Linked DNA regions of Mus musculus: all the other regions are linked to region 1. The links are chromatin contacts, called in public HiChIP or PLAC-seq and promoter capture Hi-C maps. All regions are on one chromosome and are shown on one strand. Each heading gives the region's core, a stretch centred on a gene start, on an enhancer-like site or on the middle of the called end of the contact. The rest is flanking DNA. Distances are from core to core; before and after follow the strand shown.

What was found. Promoter capture Hi-C pulls out the DNA fragments that hold promoters and counts their contacts. HiChIP or PLAC-seq counts read pairs in DNA pulled down with a chosen protein or histone mark.
Region 2: a promoter capture Hi-C map of pre-B cells shows a contact between it and region 1, with 3 times the contacts expected there. The contact joins the promoter of Satb1 here to the enhancer-like site in region 1. A contact is called at or near these places in 4 of 39 promoter capture datasets (the C10 cell line, the HPC-7 cell line, HPC-7-derived erythroid cells and 1 more), 3 of 115 datasets of contacts at active chromatin or transcription factors (bone marrow-derived macrophages, pro-B cells and stem cell-derived neural progenitor cells) and 1 of 9 other capture datasets (liver).
Region 3: a RAD21 HiChIP or PLAC-seq map of pro-B cells shows a contact between it and region 1, with 7 times the contacts expected there. The contact joins two enhancer-like sites. A contact is called at or near these places in 1 of 15 datasets of contacts at CTCF or cohesin (pro-B cells), 1 of 484 Hi-C or Micro-C datasets (ventricular fibroblasts) and 2 of 115 datasets of contacts at active chromatin or transcription factors (embryonic stem cells and large pre-B cells).

What each region holds. Positions count from the first base shown.
Region 1 is chr17:51,238,029-51,242,970 of GRCm38.p6, reverse strand. No RefSeq gene overlaps it. Among named protein-coding and RNA genes, the nearest start is that of Tbc1d5, 61 kb to the right of the region's middle. Within about 2 kb of position 2,415, at least 20 of the 459 cell types and tissues checked have an H3K27ac peak or open chromatin away from gene starts, as enhancers often do. A contact at or near this core is called in the HPC-7 cell line, pre-B cells and pro-B cells, where this site is marked.
Region 2 is chr17:51,830,759-51,835,700 of GRCm38.p6, reverse strand. It overlaps Satb1 (special AT-rich sequence binding protein 1), which reads left to right and starts at 3,054. Exons shown (of 11, transcript NM_009122.2): 1 at 3,054-3,231.
Region 3 is chr17:51,775,728-51,780,669 of GRCm38.p6, reverse strand. The region is part of intron 7 of Satb1 (special AT-rich sequence binding protein 1); the gene reads left to right. Among named protein-coding and RNA genes, the nearest start is that of Satb1, 54 kb to the left of the region's middle. Within about 2 kb of position 2,604, at least 6 of the 459 cell types and tissues checked have an H3K27ac peak or open chromatin away from gene starts, as enhancers often do. A contact at or near this core is called in pro-B cells, where this site is marked.

The DNA.
Region 1 (4,942 bases), core at 1,166-3,665:
AAAACAAAGAAATATATTTTGGAAGACAACAGCCAACCTAAAATATTATTCACTTTTCAAAAATAGAGCATCCCTACATTTAAAAATCAAGAAATAATTTATAGTACAGTGGATTAACTCAAGAGAAATTGCTATGGTGTAGATCCTGGCAATCCCCAAAGGTCCCTGTGTTAAATGCTTTTTTGCTTAATATTACTGGGAGGTGGTAGAACCTTAAAGAACTAGGCCCATAGCTGCTGAGTAGCTACCTTGGCAGATAAGATGCAAGCATTAACCTAGGTTTGAATCCTCAGCATCCACACACAAAGCTGACTGTGGCCTTCTGTAGCTGAAACCCCAGCACTGGGGAGCAGAGACAAGTGAACGCTACTCAGCTTGTCTAGCGGAAAGCAACCTTCAACTTCATCGAGAGACCTAGTGTCAAGGGAATAAGGCAAAGAATGATAAAGCAGGATACAATGTCCACCTCTGGCCTCTACCTGTGTGCATACGTACATGTAACACACACACACACACACACACACACACACACACACACACACACAAGGGGTGAGGTGGTTTAGTGGAAGATTTGAGCATTGAGGGTCTGCCCTCAGAAGAGATATTGGAATTCTGTCTCTTTCATTTCCTCCTCTGCTTCTTGGCTTCCCAGCATGTACTTTCACCATGTCACAACCCCAAAAGCAGCAACGCCAGCAAGCCATGAACCAAAAGTCCCAAACCATGAGCCAAAGAAGTCTTTGTGTGTTTTTCAAGGTGACTATCATTAGTTGTTATATATAATATAGAGAGATATTAGCAAAACATCATTACTGTATTTTGCTACAGCAATAAAAATCTAACACAAAAATTCTGCTTTAGCTTGGTAAACCACTTTCATTGTCTTTACTATCTTAAGCAATATAATCAAATAAACTCCTTTACTTCTGTATGGTGACACATATCAAATCAAAGCAATACACACTTGCATACTTTAAAAATTATCTGTTTACCTCATTTGGAAGACCTTTATGGGTGACTTGCTAATATTTTCTACATTCTTATTGGCTATCTTTGGAATAACAGTGTTGGCTAAATGGTATTTATCGTTGTAGAACATGAACTATTCCATCCTTTATCACTATCAATTCCCAGTGAGAACTAACTCCTTTGATGGTACTAAATAAATAATAAGAATAAAGTTATAACATTCAATATCTGATTCAGCACTAGCTTAATGAGTTTTAAGGTAATGTTAAGTGCTTTGAAATCTTCAGAGAGTAGAAAAACCAATACACTCTACCACCCACTTTAAGAATAATATTATTCTATTAGATATTAATATTATAATTGTAATTTTCATTTCAATATTTGCACTTTAATTCTCTTGCTTTTCTTACCTGTATTTGATGAGTGATTGAGGATTTCAGGAAATACAAAAATAAGAATTTTGGAAGGTACAGAACGAATTCTGGCTAGCTGAATTATGCTGAATTATGTTTAATAGTATATGAATAAGGCCTACATTAAGTATGGAAAATAAGCTCACCATCATGTTACTGGGTTTCTTGCTCAATCTCTCTTTTCACAGCCAGTGGATCATGGACCTGCCTGAGCCTCAGCCTTTTTATTTCTCAGAAGAGACCATCTCTAACTGCAGTTTTCCCTGGACAATGAAAGCACAGTAGACTGAACGGAGAAAGATTTGTGCTTAAAGATGTGCAGTAAGGATTTCTTATGCTTCAGTTAGGAGTGTTACCTTAAAAATCCACCTATGAACCCCAGATCTACCATAATGTGCAACTCATACATCTGCAAACCCAAGTTTCCTAGCAAAGAAAACCATCACCTTTAAATACCAGTTAACCTTGGCTAGTGAGACTTAGTCACAGTGCTTGTGAAAGTATTACCTGTTCTGAGTTCACACCTGATGAGAAAAAAAAATGATTATTTTTAAATAAATGACCATAAGAATCTGTAAATTGACTGGGCGGTGGTGGCACATGCCTTTAATCCCAGCACTTGGGAGGCAGAGGCAGGTGGATTTCTGAGTTCAAGGCCAACCTGATCTACAATGTGAGTTCCAGGACAGCCAGGGCTACACAGAGAAACCCTGTCTCGAAAAACCAAAAAAAAAAAAAAAAAAAAAAAAAAAAGAAAGAAAGAAAGAAAACAAAAGAATCTGTAAGTTCTGTAAGTTGTACCTAGGTGGTGTTCTGGCAAGCTAAGCTGTACAGAGAGGCAGCCTTGAGACAGGCTTCAGCGTTGACTTAGTCCAGCAGCCGATCTCCTTCCCACTGTCATTAAGAATGTATTTTTAAAAACTCAAGTTGGAGATTGTATTCAAATTCATTCTGCTGTCTTTCTCGGTGGGTCCTGCTCCCCTGAGATGAAAACGTTGAGGACTATTTCTTGCATACTTTGAAACTACACAAAGCTTAGCCTCCCCTGGGGCAGGAACACACTTCCTCTTTGCTGAGGCTGATATGTAATTTATCATGCTTTCTCTTACCAGCCTGCCAAAAAAGCTTAGACCCAAGGTTGAAACTCCATCCCAGCAGCCATGAGGATAATTACAGTTAGCATATTTTCCTCATTCCTCTTTCTACAGCCTGCTTTTCTATTTTATTAACCTTGTTGCTAAGTCATTTTTTATACCTCATTGCTAATTCTTCTAGAAAGAGGTGAAATACAAAGAAATACAACTGTGAAATGAACAGAGCCTATAAAAAATTACAGCCTCTTTCTGAAGAACAGCATCTTTCACATCGGCACAGGATATTAACATCAGACATGAACTTATTTGGAAGTGAACAGCATGATATCAGCAAAATTTAGACAAGTAGTAATTTGTTTATTAGATGCTTCATCAAGTGTCTCAATGCATTTTGCTCTATTAATCTCTTAGGAAAATTTGAGGCCTCTCTGAACACTTGGCATACTCAATTATATTAAATATTTTGTAAAAATATATGCTAATAATTTTTAGGTGAGCATCCATCTTCCAAGTGGAACTGAAATTATTTGGAAACAGACCCTCTCTATCACTTAGGAGGATGTCTACTGCTACACCAAACCAAAAATGTATGGAGGCTCAACACAAGTAAGGTTGAGTTGTAGTGGCCCTGAGTCTGAAGGAATTGATCCTAGTTAGCAGGCACATCTCCAGGGATGTGTCAGGTACCCAGGCTCTTCCATAGCCTATTTCCCCACCCCAGGTCCTAGAAAAGAAAAGGAACTAAAACACTGGCTTAAAGCCCGTGCTTATCCCATTACTGGGGCCTATGGAGTAGCTTCCTCCAGATGCAAAGCCAGGGCTGGTTGAGAAGGCCAGGAAGTCAGCTGTTGAGGAAGTGGCTCATGACTCGAGGGGCGCTTTCCAGCAATGCCTCCACATAAGTCCTGAAAGACATGCCTTTTCTAGTACCTTGCTTTCCTAGCTACAAACAATTTCATGCCTCCCATCAACTCCAAATTTGTCATATTCTCAAGACAAACACTGAGTGGTCATTTGACAGCTTAAATTGTCCCACGTCAGAGGAGGGTGTTGGTAGTAATTTTAAAAAAAAAAGCAAAACAAACAACAACAACAAAAAAAAAACAAAAGTTAGCAAGGTCACAAACTGACATTCTCCTGTCAGATAATCCAGATATCTCATCTCCAGCCCACTCCCATTTGTTCATAAGTTCATTTGTCCCCAATTGTTCATTTTGCTGCATAGGTTATCAAACACAGTGCAAAGCATGTATCCAAAAACATGTGTATGCCTCCAACGGTCTTTATTCCTAAGGTTTTTTTGACTTATTTTTATGTCTTGTTTTGCTCCTGTGTACATCTGTGTAAACATGTGTGTGCCTGATGCCCATGGAAGCCAGAAGAAGGTGTCTGATACCCTGCGACCAGAGTTACAAACAGTTGTGAGCTGCTACACCAGTATTGGGAACTGAAGCCAGCTTCTCTGGAAAAGCAATCAGTGTGCAGCAGTCAAAGTGCTTAACCTCTGAGCTGTCACTCCGGTCACTTGAAAGACCTTCCTCAGTAATAAAATTAGAAATCAGAAAATTGCCCATTTGAAGGCACAAATCTTGATATTTATTTGTAAAATGAAGCTAGAAGCTGGGTTCCAGGTCTACTTCAGCCAATAGACTGCTTTAGCTTTAGACAGTTCAGATGACCCCTGTGACACTGAGATTCTCCATGAGGAAAAAAAAAATGAAGGGCTGGGGAATGTAGCTCAGTTGGTAGAGTGCCTGATTAGCATGCACACATGCAAGCCTAGTACTCAGAAGGTGGACAGAAGAGGTTTAGAAGTTCAAGGTTACACCAAGTATGAGAGCAGCCTGGAGTAGTATGGAGTTGGCTCAGTATTTGAAAGCATTTGTTACTCTTGCAGAGGACTTGGGTTTAATTCTCAGCATTCACATGGTGGCTCACAACTCTCTATAACTTCAGTTCCAAAAGATCTAATGCTCTTTTCTGACCTCCACAGGCACACCGGGCACTTACATACATACAGGAGGCAAAACCACTCTTACAAAATACTGAAATAAATAAATCTTAAATTTTTGAAAAGAAGTCAGAGAGATTGGACCACATGGTTACTGATATTGAGTAAGGTACAATGGGGGAACTCAGTAATTGGACTAGCAATATAAAGTGAATTAAAATTGAACATACTTTGAATTTAATGAATTATATTCTGGCATCAACAATACACCAAGTTACTGCAATAAACACAACCATTGATAGAATTTTGAGCAAGTAATGGGTTGTTAAATGCAAATGAAGGAGATCCTTTCCATGTATCAACCAAATGCTTCATTTACTGCTGTCGAATAAGTAATGGGTTTGAATGGGCCTTTATCTTTTTAGAACCATGACAGTGCATTTAATCAAGCCAACAACACTTCACATTGGGCTTCATAACCTGATTATCTGAAAGGAGAGCATGCAGGCATAAGT
Region 2 (4,942 bases), core at 1,805-4,304, 590 kb before region 1:
CAGTAAGGCTAATCCTGTTTTATCCCTTTCCTTGTATGTAGTGTAGAAGGCAAAACTGTACTCTCTCTCTTCTGAAAAGATCAGTGGCTATTGATATTAACTCCTATTATCTATATTTTGATATGTTTTAGATCTACGTGTCTGTCAACTACTTACACTACATTTGGATTTGTTAGAAAAATGAAATCAGGGGCTTTCGAGATGTCTCGGGGCTCTGGAGCACTGTGTGTTTCTGAAAGACTCGGGTTCGATTCCCAGCACCCACGTGACATCTCACAACCATCTGTAACTTCAGTCCCAGCGGATGTGATACAGATCTCTTCTGAACTCCCCTGGCACCAGGCATGTAGATGATGAACATATACACGTAGGCAAAAGACCCCCCCCACACACATACACATAAAATAAGATGATTAGAAGTATCTTTAAACATAATTATACCACTTCATGCTGGATCCTATAGCAAAATACCTTAGACCTAGACACTAAAAAGGTGTGTGTGTGTGTTTATGCCACTTTAGAGTGGGTGCCTATAAACTTAGAGTTTGTAGATACTGCCTGTTACTGACTGTTAGGGATGGAAAGGAAGGAAGAAGAGAAGGAAATCCAGGCTGTTGGAAGCAAAGTGAGACCTTACTCTAAATGATGGGATTTATCTGATAAGCTGAATTACTAGGTAAGCATATGAGCGTATAAAAGAGGAAATGTTAATGCATTTTTGGGCTTCTGTTGTGCTCCAATTTTATATGTTCACAATAATAATCAGTAAAGGCTAAGCTTGCAGAGCCTCCATTCTCACCTGCCCTGCTCAGTGGGGACACTGGCACCTAGTTAGACAAGTCCCTACTTTGGCAAATCAAGGCAAGAAAATTTGAAGTCACCCAGGACTTGAAGGGAAAAACCTGAGCCAGGAAGAGAAACTCATGTTTTATGTTGTTTTGCTCTTTGTAATCACCCATAGCTTCTTGCTTTGCTTTCCAGGGGGCTCGTTGGCTTGGGGGTGGGGGGGCGAGGAGGAAGAAGAAGGGGAGGAGGAGCAGAAGGGGGAGGAGGTAGTTCCCCAAATGAAAATTAGTTCATATTTGTTTATGTCCTTATGCCTTTGGCATGGTATTTTGAATTATAAAAAAAAAGTTGAAAAAATTGGAGAATTCTAGGGAAATCAAGGATGGACGAGGGGGCTCTCAGAAAGCTGCCTGAACTATGTCATTTTGCTTCATTTAGAATGACCTCACCAAAAAAACAAAAACAAAAACAAAAAAAAACCAAACCAAACCAAAAAACAAAACACAAACAAAAACTCCCACTGCACCGTCGACGTGTTTGCTACCAAGGCTCAAATCGCTAGTCACCCACCGTGTCAGGCTTGATTCATAGGCAACCGACAGAAGAGGACCTGACAGAGCTTTTAGGAAAAACTGAATTCTCAGCCCACAGTCACTTTCCAGGAACTTGCCTGCAAACAGCTCTGCGCTGGAGGGATGGAACTCCCAGCAATCTCAATCCTGCCACCCTGACTGCCTTCGCTCCACATACAATTATTTATGGGGACTTAATGAGAGAGCAAGCCTTATGTGAAAGAACGCAAGAAAGTGCAGCTGCTAAAAACAGACCCAGGCAGTTCTACAGTCCTTATTTTTACAACTGAGCTTCTGCAATTCCTGCCACGAACCTAACAGCTCCACTCCTTGCCAAACACACAAAGAGAAAAGTAAAAACTGTTTTCGTTCTGCAACCCCCTTAACTTCGAGTAAACAGTAGTAATTTTCTATCGTCACGTTCAATGCAAATTTCCCAAAGGCGACACAACAGGAAACAAAAGACCTGTTAGTTGATAGCTTCCTTAGAGCTGGGGGTTGTGTGGGGAAGGAGTAGCAGGGGAGTGGGTTAAAGTTGATAGAGTCCAATTTCTCCCTAGCTTGGGGGTCCAAGCCTTCAGCTACTTTGACCTTTCAGAGTTCTTTGGAGCTTCACCAGTTGAAAAGGTCCCTGGGCCCAGCCTCCCCTCCTACGAAATCCGCATTTCTTGACCTCTTTGCCCCTGCTTTTGGGTGGGTCAGGGTGGGAGAAGAGACTTGGACAGTGGCTTAAGCATCTCCTTCTGGTTGGGTGCGTCGACCTACAGCTGCCGACAGGAAAATGATACTGATGCAAATAGCTGGGGTTGAGAAGGGGGTCTGCAAGAGGCCCCCTCCTCCTCCATCCACTATGTGTTCCTCAATAGGGGTGCCCAAGAGAAGAGGATAGCAAGAAGAGCCCATCAGTTTGAAGGGAAGGAGGTCCCCTCTAGGAAAGATCTTCTCCATCAAACATTGAAGAGAGGGGAAAACTTGGCCCGCATGCCCCTACTGGGGAGCGACACACCCCACACAAGCTGGCTTGCGGGGCGCGGGGGTTGTGCTCAGGCCTCTCACCTGACTTCCTCCTCCGCTGGCACACACACACACCAATGCCCCGCGCTCTGCACCCCCAAAGCCCAGGCAAACAACGACAAGAGGAAGCGGCGGGCGGCGAGGGTGCGCGGCGGGGGCGGTGCAGGTGAGGGCCGGGGCGGTGGGGCTCCGGGGCTCGCCCACACTTACCCTGGCGGCCGCGGGGTCGCTCTCCCGCAGCGACCCTGCACCCGGGCGGCGCTCAGGGATGTGGCGGCTGCGGTGGCTCGGGCTCGGCTCAGCTCGGGCTCCACTGCGCGCTCTCGGAGCCACCGGCCGCCCAGGATCCTGCCGCCAGGGGGAGAAGCGGCCGCGGGCGCGGGGGAGGCAGGCCGGGCCCGGTCGCTCCCGCTGTGGGGTCCGCAAGCCCCCCACGCGGGCGAGAGGCGAGAGCGCGGCGCCCCAGGCACGCACGGCCCCCGGCCAGCGTCGGGGGGCTCTCGTGGGGGCGCCCCGATCGCCCGCGCCGCGCTCTACACTGCGGGCTCCGAGCGGCTCCCGCGCCCCCTCCCGCGCCCCGCCCCGCCCCCGCCCCTTCCCTTCCCCCTCGGCCCCGCGCGCTCCCCGCTCGCTGCTCGCCGCGCTCTGCCCCCTTTAAACGCCCACTTCGGATGGGGAGAGGAGACAACTTGAAGTCAAGTTGCCATTAACTTCCGCGGCGGCCGCCAGCTCGGCGGCGGGGAGGTGGCAGCAGCTGCAGCCGCCGCCCGGGAAGTCCGCCGCCCGGCGCGCCCGCGCGGGGAGCCGACCCGGCCTCGGCCCGCACCGCTGGCCCGCGCTGTCCCGGTTCCACGCCTGAGTGAGTCCCGCTTCTTTGCTCCCTGCCAGTGCTGCTCCCGCTCTGGGTCTCTTGCCCGGCTCGCCTCCGTTTTCTGCGGATGCGGAACCGATCCAAACTTCTCAGTGGCCCCGGCTGGGGCGACTCTGCGCCCCTCGCGTGCCGGGGTCTTGCTGGCCCTTCTCTCGAGCGCGCTCAGACATTCGGGAGGACTGGGCTGGTGAAGTGAGGGTCATGGCCGGGATGCGGACTTACTTGGCGTCTTTGCCTCTCCCGCACACCTGCCCGGCAGGAGTCCCTCGTTAGACACTTTAGTCCAGGTCGTGGGCATGGCCCGCTTTAGAGGACGAAGGCGGCGTGGGGGGAAGCCCTCGGCGGGCGAGTGGGGAAAAGGGAGCCGCTCAGTGAGCCCCGGTGCGGGGAAGGAGGCGAGGTGCGGGGTGGAGTTGGAAAGGTCGCGCGCCAGATCTGGAGTTCACTTAGCATCCTCTCCCATCTCATCTCCCCCTGTTCTTTCCCGGCCAGCCCTACTTTGCTGGTGGCGAGCGGAGGTGGAGAGGGGCCTGGGAAGTTTGTGGCAACTTCTCTATCCCGAGAGCCACTCGGGCGCTGGGCGCTCAAGTTGGAGCCCAGAGTTTGAGAGCCGAAGAACAGCGCTCGTGCAGCCCACGCCGGCGATCGCGGGTCGGTCCTGGAGGGTGATTCGGGTTTGGGCTTGGGCGGGAAGCCGAGGGAGGTACATGGTGTCTTAGCTGGGACTGTGGCCCCACAGGTGCAGCCCAGGGGGCAACTCCTCATTTCCCTGCGACAGTACACACCCGAGAGCGGCGGCCTTCTACAGTGTTCCTCCATTGCAGAGCTCCCAGGGTGGCCGAACTGGGGTTGGGCAGCTCGAATGCAAGGGACTGAGGGGGCAAGCGGCAGGTCCAGATGGTGACACGTGCGTGTGCTTGGCCCAGCAAAAGGCGCTAAACAGGTCCCTTCTGGGATGATCCCAGAAGACCAAGAGGACAGCAGCTTAGAGCTCAGGGTAGAGGTTTTGACCCTGGCCTCCACCAGGGCCAGGTTTTACTTAACAAGATGTCAACCACAGGCTCATCTCTTAAAATGTCCGGTTGACAACTTTGACCTCTGCACCCTTTCTGGGAGAACTTTCTCTGAGGCATGTAGGATTCCCAGGGTTAAGACGTGGATTTCACTTGTCCATAGGGACCGGAAGACACCCAATTCCCTGGAGAGAACCTTTTCTGCTCCCGATTGATTGGCTGGGGTTCCATGTTTGTATCCTTGGAGGCCAGAGAACCCAACTTTCCCAAGACAGAAGAGGGGAATGAGCAAGAGTCTGGTCTCTTTCTGCCAGAAGTCAGGTTCTGTCCTTAAGCAGTACCTGGATTTTTTACAGTGTTTGTGCCTGGTGACAGAAGCTCAGCCTTCCAAAAACTTTACTTAATTTTACACCTTGTCCAGAGTGGATTTTCTGAAAGAGTGAAATTTTATTTTGTAGTCAGATTCTCCAGATAGGTAGGTAGGTAGGTAGGTAGGTAGATAGATAGATAGATAGATAGATAGATAGATAGATAGATAGATAGATAGATAGATAGATGAGTAAGTTATGCCATACTTTAAATCCAAAGAAAGCAAGGGTTGCGGTGCTGGCTCTATAACCCTTTATGAATCTCCCATGTGGAACTCGGGCTATGACTTAGCAGCGGTTCTTTATTTCTATGGCATA
Region 3 (4,942 bases), core at 1,355-3,854, 540 kb before region 1:
CTTCTGAGCATTGACAACATGGTATAATTTCATCCAGATAACACTTTTTAAATGGGCAATTTTGAAAACAAAACAGAATTATTTGGAACCCTGGGCTTATCAATAAATAGGTTTAATTTTAAATCTTTATGTATTGATGATTGGTATTTTTCAGTGGAAAGAGCCTTGTTTGGATTTTTTTTTAATATGAATTGTTTCCTGTGGATATTTAAATGTTTATCGAGAGCCAGCTTTTGCACACACAAGCATGTATGTATCTTTCAGTGGTCATACTTAAAAAAAAAAAATCACACGCACGCGCCCACACGCAGCTGCATTTAGTTCAGTGATTATACATTCATATGAATGCATGTAGTGTGTTTATTTCAGAGTGTATGCATTTCAATAAAAGCAGGTGCAGAGTGAGAGTAGGGTGTGAGCGTGCAGTACGAAAATACACATGCTGATGCATATGTAGCGAGAGAGCTCTGCAGTTGGACTGCACATCTCAAGTTGGTGTGTGCTCACTGCAGCTCCCTTGCAACCCGGCTGGGTTCAAACAGTACTGTTAAAAGCTGTGGGTAAAAAAGGCAAAGTTCCGATACGGGTAGGGAGAGGCCCTACACCCTGCCCAGGGTTCGGTAAAACATTGGTGTAGTAGGCGGCACGGTTAGGAATGGAGAATTGGTTTAGTCATTGACAACTTTAAAAATCCTGGATTTCCTGTTTTAGCGCTTGAGCCTCTCCTCATCATGTTAATAGGGCTTCCCAGACTAAACCTTAATCCCCCCAAGACTGTCACATACAATGTTGAACAGGAAGCCTACCATTTCTGAAAAGTTAAGGTGAAATTTATATAATGACTTGTTTAAAGGAATCCTCCCTTTCTGAATGATAGGCATATGTTATTTAATCGCTACTGAAGATAGTAGCTTTTAGCATATGCCATCCATTCAGTTCTGTCTACGTGATATCTTTTTAATGGAAATCTATGGCCAGAAGTGAACGCCAGTGCTTCAAAACTTAACAGTTTTAAATTCACCTCTCTCTGATACTGTCATTTAAAGGCTGTGATACAAGAAGATGTATTTCTTTAAAATTTTAAATAAAACCCAGAGATTAACTCTGATCCTGCACAGTGGCTTCCCCCACCTCTTTTCTCTCCTTTCTGCCTTTGGCACACTTTATTTTCCAGTAAAATAAAGAATTAAGATGGATTATTCAAAACTGATAACAGTAATGGACCATCCTGTAATGTTTTATTGAATTTGAGTTCTGTGAATTATGTGGTGGAGAGAAAGAAATTCACCTGCTTTAAGTATAACAGAAATCACTACTGTCTTCCTATCATTCTTCAGGGTAATTTAAGAAAAGTCCACTCTCCATATCACAGTTGGATAATAGGTAGAAAGGTGCCATTATCTGGTGTGACAGCTCTTGATGAGCCTACCAAGGAACACAGATGAATGCATCTCCTTACAGCTTGCTTGGCGTGAGGCCATGAGCAGGTGGAGCTTGAAAATAGTCTTTCACCTGGACACATGACCAAGAACTCACCAAACAGGCCAGTAGCCTGGAGAATATTCTGTCTTTCTCTTAGGAGGGAGGGCGGGTTCCTGAAATCTTTTTTTTTTTTTTTCCCTAAGAGCTTTGAAGTTCCACAGAGCTGATAAAATCTATTTTAATCAGTGATTATGTTCAAAGAGGAGACAAACTGGAGGCCAGACAGGCTTTTTGTTCAGATTGGCCGTCCCTTTAACTTATCTGCTGTTTTAAAGAATTTATAATGAGCCTTTGGAAGGACTGATAATATTTATTGGAGGTTTTCTTTCTTTTGCAATCAGTAATGAATTTTACTTGTAATAACTTGTGTAACTCTTTGTCGGAATGTAAAATAGAAAGGTTTAGGAATTTATCAGTAAATGTATTCTTTAATTGAAAAACATCAGGGCTCTCCGTTAGCCACTAAGTAATGACAGAGTAGAATAATTTTATGTTTTCATACATACAACACAAATCTAATTATTTGTACGATCTGACCACCCAGTGAACGCCAGATTCTTATTTCTAGTGAGAATAATATTTGTGACGTGTTGGGAACCCCCTTCATAACATGCACGTCTTTTGTTTCACTTCTTTTTAGAAACAAGATTACTGATTTTACCTAATTTAGTTCAGTGACTTTATTGAAGCACCTATGGGACACAGATTGGCTGTACTTTAATTGGGTACCTCAGCTGGTACTGTAATGTGACAGGGTGTGTGGTCTTTCCGTACTGTTTCTTTAGTATGCTAGATTGTTGGTAATGATGTCTGGATCAGTCAGTCATGAGAAATTAATACTAATGACCTTAACCTTCCCTGGCAAGACTGCACTATATCTGACCTATATCACCTGGGAAAAGGGACCACATAGACACTGAATTCATCAGCCATTCGAACTACAACTGGAACAGGACCCAGACTTTCACTCTAGTGCCTGCATCCTAACAGCTGCCATTTGCATCCAGATTATTCTACATTGCTCTTAAGTCATTTTTAAAAATTAACACTAAATCATATGATTTCTAACAATATTTTTCAGGCATTTCCACCAGGGGGCACTCCCCTCATTGAAAGCTCTGGGCCAAAAAGAAAAAAAAAAAGTTTGTGAAACAGTAGATTGTCTGAAACAGTAGATTGTCTGAAACAGTAGATTTTCTGTCTCCACTGGCTGCTATGGAGCTCCTTGAATGTCTGGGGTTGGGAACACTGTCTTGGCACACTCCAGGCAGGACACCTGCCTTCACTCAAAGCTATGGTTACATTTGGGGAAAGGGCCCCTCAGAGGCAACGCTTCTCTGCTTAAATGGGAAGGTTTGCTGACTTCAGATTCTCACCCAAGTGGTGATGTCTTCTGGCTGAGCCACACCCCTGGTGAGTCTTCTGTTAACAAGACTTGAAGGAAAATGTTTCTGTGTTCTGTTTTGTTTTTTCTGACAGGTTTGGCTTACTCACTATACTTCTGCTGTGGAATATTCTTAATAGACATATATAAAATATTACTTTGTCATTTTGAGATTGTTAGATGTCTAATATCAAGTGCTCTGATGTACAAAAAAAATTAAATATTATACCCTAAATATTTATAGGGTATCTTTTGCCCTGATTTGTTTTCTAATTTACTGACTAGTTAGTAACACTGTGCAGATTGGCATTTCACAGAGCAAAGCCACTACTGAGTGCCTTGGCTGAAAGAGCCCATGGCCTTGGTTCTTTAGTAACAGTAGTCTTAGCTGATAATGACCATTTCAATATATTCTAGTGTTCCCTTTTTCATCTCTGCAGTCTATATACACATAATTACTTTAGTACTTATCAACAACTTTTAAGCATAAGGCATTGAGTTAGACAGACAAAATTAACTATACTATTATCCTTGAGGATTTCATGACATTTTCTATATTATATGTATTCCTATGCAATTGCTATATATTGCTTTACCAGCCATGTTTTTGTCTGTTCCATGTATGTATGTATGTTTTTGAGACGAGGTCTTACTGTGTAGTCTGACTGGCCTCAAAAGCATGATCTTACAGTTTTAGCCTTCTTGGTGCTGGAACTACAGGCATGGTATCATGCCTTGTTTTCAAGTAGTTTTTGTTTGTCCGTTTTTTAAGTATGTAACATTTTGTGGGAACAGTGGCATAGACTTTCAGTGTGATGTGTCTTGTTTCTTTTTATAAGACACATCAGAAATAGTCTAATCAGTTGTCCTAGTGCAGGTTAAAGAGTGGGATGGCTGACTGCCTGTTTGAATCTGAGGTCAGTTGACAGGATGTTTGGTTGTCAGTAGACAGAGTTGCAGTTACTAGTTAGTCTCATGGCCAAAAGGACAAATGCCTCAATTCTTAAGGAACATTTCTTATGAAAGTCCAGACATAAATCCAGGCTTTGGTTGCAGTAGACCAACTGTGAGATTTATTTGTGACTAACTCAGTTCCCCAGAGCTTGGTGGACATTTCTTCCCTCCTTAAGAAGCTGCTTATAAATCAAATGATGTATTTTAAAGGGACAGTGTTCTTATCTGTAATAAGTACTGTATCAGTATATCAGGCAGCATGATGCACTGATGAGAAATTGAAAGGATCTCCAAGAGTTAAAATTTTGGGGAGTCTATTTTACCTTCTCTCACTCAAATATACATTTTTTGACCATTTCTTTAGGGTTTGGGTAGAGGTAGATTTCAAATTGTGCAAAAATCTGGATGTAATTCTACTACTATCACGATAACTGATGTAACTATACTATGATAATATGTCTAAGTAAAGAAAGCAGGCTACAGATTGACGATGACTTCTAAGTCTTATTATCCTGGAGACAGCGCAGCCTTTGCTGTTCTTGGACTTCATACTCTTCAGATACATCAGAAGGAAATCACCCATTTAAATAATAAATTCCCCCCCAAAGAAAAACAAACATATTGTAATACTGAGTTATTGAGGGAAGAAAAACACCTTAAGAGAAGATTCTAGAAGTTTGTAAGTTTCTGCTGTTGCTAATAGTGACTTTTAGTTTGATGATACTCTTTTCAATATGTCAAATTCTGGGATAGATTTTTACAGTGTGGAAGAGTAGTTAATTATTTCAGGTGTGATCTGTGGTTTCTGACGTGCGAAGTTTCCAACCTGTTACCTATCGGTATAGCATAGAAAGTTTTACAGTTTCCCATGGCAGTCCATTTCCCTTTAAACAGCAACTTAATGACTACCTGTGACACTTTGTAAATTGAAAATTAAGGAACGACAAAATATCATCTATATAGACAAAAGTTTGAGTGGTCTTCATTGTGCTGCAGCTTGTTTTCTGGTATCTGCCTCAAATGCTTGGCTCACCCCCCCTAGAAATGGCCTTGTGCATTAACATGGTGAGCTGCTGGTTGCCCCGTGCCTTTGTCTGGAAGCTTGAGAACTATACAGTTCGA